Linked DNA regions of Mus musculus: region 1 is linked to region 2. Evidence: chromatin contacts called from public promoter capture Hi-C data. All regions are on one chromosome and are shown on one strand. The core of a region is the stretch at or near the end of the contact, and the rest is flanking DNA. Distances in the headings are between cores, read along the strand shown.

The links. Promoter capture Hi-C pulls out the DNA fragments that hold promoters and counts their contacts.
Region 1: a contact with region 2 is called in a promoter capture Hi-C map of liver, with 4 times the contacts expected there. The contact joins the promoter of Zbtb16 here to the enhancer-like site in region 2. A contact is called at or near these places in 5 of 39 promoter capture datasets (the 3T3-L1 cell line, cranial neural crest, hippocampal neurons and 1 more), 18 of 484 Hi-C or Micro-C datasets (the HL-1 cell line, the HPC-7 cell line, bone marrow-derived macrophages and 8 more), 17 of 115 datasets of contacts at active chromatin or transcription factors (the HPC-7 cell line, the SCID.adh cell line, astrocytes and 14 more) and 5 of 9 other capture datasets (adipose tissue, embryonic tail, liver and 2 more).

What each region holds. Positions count from the first base shown.
Region 1 is chr9:48,834,894-48,838,253 of GRCm38.p6, reverse strand. Zbtb16 (zinc finger and BTB domain containing 16) reads left to right here and starts at 2,029. Exons shown (of 7, transcript NM_001364543.1): 1 at 2,029-2,200.
Region 2 is chr9:48,754,057-48,757,528 of GRCm38.p6, reverse strand. All of the region lies in intron 2 of Zbtb16 (zinc finger and BTB domain containing 16), which reads left to right. Among named protein-coding and RNA genes, the nearest start is that of Zbtb16, 80 kb to the left of the region's middle. Within about 2 kb of position 1,943, at least 31 of the 459 cell types and tissues checked have an H3K27ac peak or open chromatin away from gene starts, as enhancers often do. A contact at or near this core is called in the SCID.adh cell line, embryonic tail and liver, where this site is marked.

The DNA of each region.
Region 1 (3,360 bases), core at 780-3,279, 81 kb before region 2:
GAGTATGGCTGGGGTTGGGGGGGAGGCCAGGGCCAGGCAAGGAATTGTTCTTTCGTTTCCATTGTGTCTACGGATTCTCTTTCTCTGATTTGAGGATTAATGGTAGAATAGGATCAGAGGTTAATCGTGTGCCTCTCCGGTGACTGCTGGAGAGAGGGTGGTAGGTGGATGTGGACCCTAGATAGCAAGCCTTCTTTAGACAGGAACTCAACAAGCTCAATGCTCCATTCCCATGGCCAGGCATTCACGGCAGGGGGGTGTGTGTTTTTCCTGTTCCCTTCTGCTCATCCACTCTTGCTTTCTTTATAGATGGCAGTTCCTTCTTAACGTCCTCAAATCCCCTACTTCTTACAGAGGGTTCGCCTTAACTTGAAAGAATCAGGTAGCCTTTACACAAGGTGTTTTTTGTTGTATACCAACTGACTGGGGTAGGGGGGTTTCGCCTTGTCTCACCCACATGACACTGCCTATGAGAGGGTAACTCAATTGTAGTTTTCTTCCTTTGCTTCCCAGTGCTCGGTTCTGCGGACTTCTCTCTCCCACTGCTAATCTGAGACCTGGGAGTGTCAATTGTTAGGATGCCTTGTTATTATAAATGACCACCACGTTAGCAGACCCCCGTGCAGATCTTGTGTAAGCTCTGCCACCTGGTCTTCGTGGGTTTTTTTGTCTCCATTCACCGCCCACTTTCCTTCTCCTTTAGCTCCTGGGGAATCAAGATACGATTCTGTGGGTCCTGTGGGAGATCCGCGGTAAGCCAAGAACACAGCACCCCTAAACTGAAGCCTGGAACTAATACCTTAGGACTGGAGGGTGGGGCTGTGTGGGTGACTTTTCTGAGACCCCTGGGTGGCGCTCTCCACCACACCCCCAATAACACTGCGCTGGGGCTTTGGCCGGAGGCCAGTGCTCAGAAAAGAACCCTCCAACCTCAATTCCCTGCCTAGCTTCGTGTGCAAAGGAGGAGACGGTGCTTTCCGCGGGTAGAAGGAATATTTTTTTTCCTTTGGTCTTTCTACCCTACGGTTTGTCATCTCAAGTACGCCCTTTAAAATGGTCCAGCCGCTGAGGGAAGAAAGTACTCTGGAGCGGCCCAGCGCTCTTCCAAGCTTCCAGTAGCTCCTGAAGGCAGAGCTGAGTTAGGCGCAGAATCTTCAGAACTTTCCATCCAGGTTCCTGGGGCCGGGGAAGATGGGGGGGGGCGTGCGGGCGGGGAGGATGCCCGAGATTAGGAGTGAGAAAGTATTACTACTCAGGCCTTCGCATCTCAGTGTGCAACAATCTAGATAGCAAAATCGAGGTGCTGCCTCCTACCAGATTTCTACTGGCCCCTTTAGATTTATCTGGCCAAATCCGGCGAACTCCTGTGGTCAGGCATCAGAGGCCTGGTTTGGGACTTGGGAAACGACCCATTTAAAGCTAGGGTAAGGGAGGATGCGATCCGAATCCTGAGAAAAAGTGAAAAGCTAGAAGCCACACACTGAACTGGTGCAAATAATAAAAAACGGGACAAAACTGCGCTCTTGAGTACTGGAGTTGGGGGAGTTAGGGGCGCGGGATACACCGCATGCCCAGTGGAAATGAAAAAACCTGGGGCTAAAGTGGGAACCGCTTCTCCCACTCATCCTTCTGACCCCTTGGGGACTGCCAGGTCCTCTGCGGCTCCTCTTCCTTTGCAACCTTTTGCCCTCTCCACCTAGCCAACGAGCAGCAGCCGCTGCCGCCGGGGCAGCAGCTAGATGTCAGGAGAAGCCCGGAGCGCCGAGCGCTGGGAAGGGAGGGGAGCGCCCGGGAAGGGAGGGCAGGGCTGGGAGAGCGCACGGGCTCTGCCAGGGCGGGGGTGGGGCGGGGTGGGCGGGCCAGGACCGGCCAGGGGGAGGGGAGGGGGCAGCTGTGGGCAGGGAGCCGGGCTCGGCCGCCAGCACTAAAGATGGAGAGGCGCCGGGGCCTCGCAGGGGAGGGGGCTCGGCGTTGACGTGGGACGCGGCGGAGGCGCCGCAGCCGGTGGTGATTTGCTAACCTAGCGGCAGAGAGGAGTTAAGGGTGACGAGAGCGGGTACTGCGAACTGCCGGGCGATGCCGCCGCTGCCGCCGTGAGATCCGGAGCAACAGTTCCCCAGCAACACCCCTTCCCCGATCCAGGCACACCCCTAACCCCCCAGGCACGCACACCCACCCCAAGCTCCAGGCTCCGTAAGCGGTAAGTGTATGTGTGTAGGAAACCCGGGAAGGACTCGCACCGCCCAGCGACCGCCTCCCGCCAGGGCGCCCTGGGGCGGGAGAGGTTTAGGCGGGTGGTGCTAGCTTTGGCCACTCGGCCGCTGGGCTCGTGCGGGGTTCTCTGGTTGCTGCTGCAGCAGCGATCGCCAGTGCCCGTTGGGGGTCAGCTAGAAAGCGGCGCTGAGGCTGTCAGCTTGGGCACAGCTGCCTCACCAACCTTTCTTCTCCGGGCACGGTCCGGTCCGGGTGAGAGGTGGCAGGCCGGGAGGTCTGCCAGGGCTGCGGGCGCGTGTAGTCGGGGACTGGGTGTCTTTGTACAGGCAAGGGCTGGCGGAGGAGCAGAGAGCCTGTGGGTGCTCATATGTATGCGGACCGGTGCGCTTGGCGTGAGATAGGATTGTGTCTTATTTATTTGTGTTTATTCGCTGGCGAGCTGGGGAGCTAGACCCGGAGGAAGCAAGGAGTGAACCTGGGGGTCGGGTGGGAGGGGACTGGTATCCGATCGGGTTTTGTTTTCTTTAGAGAAAACGTGGTGGGATTTTTTTCTTCTTTTTTTGATTGGACTTGATGCCCTCTTTTAAGGAGAGAGGGACGCTTCGGAGAGACTCTGGCGCTCCGAGTCCTCCTCGGCTCTCGGTGGGAACGGCCGGTGGAGCGGGAGCTCGCTGTGCGCTCCCGGCCGCGCACGGTGGGTTCCCGGCTCTGCACCTGATGCATTCGGGATGTCTTTCCCACCCTGGCGCGCTGCAAGCTTGCCCAGCCCCTCGCACGCTCCCGCACGCGCTCGAAATGCGCACGATCCTGCCAGCCTGCGGACCCCACCGGAATGCACAGGAGCGCACCGCTGCAACCAGCTCGCCTCCTCCCCGCCACGCTCCCAGCGTGTTTGACTCGGGCACGCCGGCAGCTGGTGCGGGAGGCCGGGGACCCTGCTGGTGACTTCCCGGGGATCGTGATCTTGGGTGGAAGGTGGAGGACCCAGAGATCTCTTCTCATTTGGCCTCCCACCACTCGCCTCCAGGCTTTTGTGCATCCTTTTCTCCCCTGGGGGGGTTGCGCTGCCGGGCCGGCCTAGCAGCGGCGTCCAGCCCGCTCGGACCTTCTCCTTTCCCCAGGCTCTTTCGCTTTCCCCCTTTCTTA
Region 2 (3,472 bases), core at 694-3,193:
CTCCCAAATGCCCCCTTCAAGCTTGAGGTTCCTGTGGACTGGGTGAATATTTAATTGGCGACTGATAGCAGTTAAAGAGCTGGTGGGCATTGTACCCCACCCAGGTCCTGAGTGATTTATTATCCACTGTGTGATCAATACCCACCAATCACTCAGCCATCCCCTCAACAATGTGTCTTCTCATAGCTATTATTCCTATGCCCTTTGTTGGACTTGAGAATTCAGATGAATAAGGCAAAGCTGTCTTCTGGTTGCCCATCTAGAAGGTGAGACAGAGAAGAAAGCAAGTGGAGACTCACCAGTGCCTCTCGTGCAACCGTAGACGCGCAAGCCAAGGCAAGGGATGTGGTTCTAGGAGGGGAGGCACTAGGAAAGGTGATACAAGCTCATGTGGCCCTTTCAGAGCACGAAGTCCCTCCTGAGAGAACATGAGGTCTTGAGAATTATCCTACCATGGTAGGACTTCATTTGTTTGTTTGTTTATTGAGACAGGGTCTCACTGTATATCGCTGACTGGCCTGGAACTTAATGTGAAAACAACGCTGGCTTTGAACTCACAGAATGCCACCTACCTGTACCTCTGGAGTGCTTGGATTAAAGTCATGTGCCACCACACCCAGAGGCTCTCCACTTTGTTAATGTATGACATACTGTTGGCATACAGGTGACTACTGACATATGATCACTGAATTTTTTTGTATTGTGTCATAATAATATATTAACAACAACAAACATTATTGTTGTTGTTGTTGTTGTTGTTATTGCAGTGCTATGAATTGAACCTAGGGCCTTGTTCTGCTACTGAGCCACGTCCTCAGATCTGTCATATGTTGTAAAAAGCAGAGTCCTGAAGCCTGTCACCACAGCATCTCAGCACAGACTACCAGGGCAGGCAGTAGGCAGAACAGGGTGACTTAGTGAATGGTGTCAGTCAAGGTTAAAAATCAATCTCCCTTTTTCACCCCTAGTTTCAAGATAAGAACCTGCAGTCACTTGCGGGCTGGTGTGCACCATGCTGGGAACGAAAGCAGGCAGATCCAGAGAGCTGGAGCAGGGCTCTGTGGCTTGGGCCGCAGCTGCTCCTGGGGGCCCGCGCTCTGTCTGGGTATTATGCATGGCCCATGAGCTTGTCAGGAGGCAGAGGGGCATGCGTGCTGCCTGGTACTTCTCATGAAAACGAGGCCCAGTGGGGAAGAGGATGCATATTTGTTGGCTTTATTTTATTTTTCCTTTTATCTCTGCCCACATGCTTGGACCGTCTTAACGTTGATAAATGTGCGCATTCTCGCTCATTCTCTCTCTCTCTCTCTCTCTCTCTCTCTCTCTCTCTCTCTCTCTCTCTCTCTCTCTCTCTCACACACACACACACACACACACACACACGCACGTCTTCATTCTCTGGCTCGTGTGTGTGCCTCACATATTATACAGTCTTGTGCACCCTGAATATGGACACCAATTGTACCCCCCCCCACCGTGTGGCTCACCCCACCACCACCCCTTTGCCACCAACTCCTGTCCTTTTCACACAAAGCTCCCCGTTGGGAAAACTCATAATTTTTACACCACACAGTCTTGACTGGCCATTGCAGGAATTACTGGCTCTTTGAAGTGCTTTCGGTTGGGGCCTTTACAGGCTGTTTTAATTACCTGCAGCTTGCAAAGGGCCTTGCTCGGTCCGGCCTTTGTTTGTTTGTTCTTTGCAAGTCCGTGTAGAAAGGGAACCTGCTGCCTTCTTCCACACAGAGAAGGGAACAAGAAGTTTAGGACCCGTGCACAGAGCTTCTCTGAGCTTCCTGCTTCAGGGTGCTCTGCCTCCTCAGTCAAGCTCAGACAGAGAGGGCAAACTTTACTTGTGGCTTGCCCAGCTGCCAACTCTGTGGGCCCCTCTCTTAGAATCTGCCAGGTATTTTGTTTGTTTCATTTTGAGCTACCTGTGCATGTGCCCAGGCCATGATGCAGGGCCTGGGTGCGGGGGAGGCAGGGCCTGCTTGGAGGAGTTCCACCCTCAGCACCAAACACTTTCATTTTCAAGCATTTCTTTCAAGGTCTACCTTCAGACCTCCCAGCGGAGACAACAGGGCTGTGAAATCACACAGCCCACTGTTGACCAAATCAAAATTGGTCACACTTGAGCCAGGATCCCTTTCGATTTTTCAGCTAAATCTGTTTAGGGAATGGTGTCATTCGATTATTGAGTCTGGACTTCAGATGCAGGAAGGGGGTTGACATAATATGTGTGAGAGTGGTCATCATTGTGGGCTAGCTGGACTTTTCTTCCCTTGTCTTCGTTTGCTTTTCTATTTGATGCCTTTAAAAAGGACTCTTTCAGGGGCTGGAGAGATGGTTCAACTGTGAAGAGATCTTGTTGATCTTGCACAGGCCCCAGGTTCAGTTCCCAGCACCCACACGGCAACTCCCGAATATTCATAACCCCAGTTTCAGGAGATCCAACCACCCTTTTGTGACCTCTGTGGGCACCAGGCACACACATCATGCGCATACATAAATGTAGGCAAATGCTCATATGCATAAATAAAAATATTAAAAATCTTTATAAAAAAATTACAGCGACTCTTTGCTGTTCCTGTTGAGCCTGAGTGTAGCCTGTCCTCTGTGCAGGTAATGAACTAGAACGCCAGGGGAGCATGGGGCTTCGTCCCTTGACCACTGCCTACATGGCAGAAGGACTCTTTATTCATTTAGTTTAAAGCCATGTTGTGCTGGTGGAAGCTGTGAGCATGGCTGAAGGATATGTAGACTGGTTCCTCAGTGTGCTGAGCATGGGTGATGCATTATGACGACTGCCAGTTCCGTCTCTAGGTATGTACCCAACAGACGTGAAAATGGTCTGTCCATCACAGGTTCAAACTTGCATGCTGATGCTCATAGCAGCCGTGTTTGTGACATCCACAAGGTTGAAATGGCCGCCTGTCCATCATCTGGTGACTGTATATACAGTGTGTGGTACAGACATACAAGGACATGTATTCCAGTGTACAGAGGAAGGAGGTAGCCTGTGTAGGTCTACTATGGAGAAAACTTGAACAAGTGTGTTCTCCGAGAGAAGTGAGATCTAAAGGGGCCCATCTTATATGATGTCCCCATCTGTGACATGTTCAAGATAGCCGAATGCACAGAGGAAGGTAGGTTAGCTAGAGGCTGGGCTTAAACAGAAGAGAGAAGGGCAGCCATTGTTAGTGTAGGGAAAATATTCTAGAATCAGATAGCAGTGACGGGTGTACACTTCTGTGAATGTACTAAAAGCAAACCCTCTCAACAGTACTCATTAAAAAGGTAAATTGTAGGGTGTGTGGATAATATCTCAATAAAGTTCTGTTTAGAAATACCCACTGACTGTGTCCCAGGCTTCCTGCCAGGTTCTGACAGCGCGCTGGATAGCTTCTGCCTTGACAAAGCTTGCAGTCTAGGTGAGATAAGGAATAGCAAATGCCCATTGGGCACCTGCAGG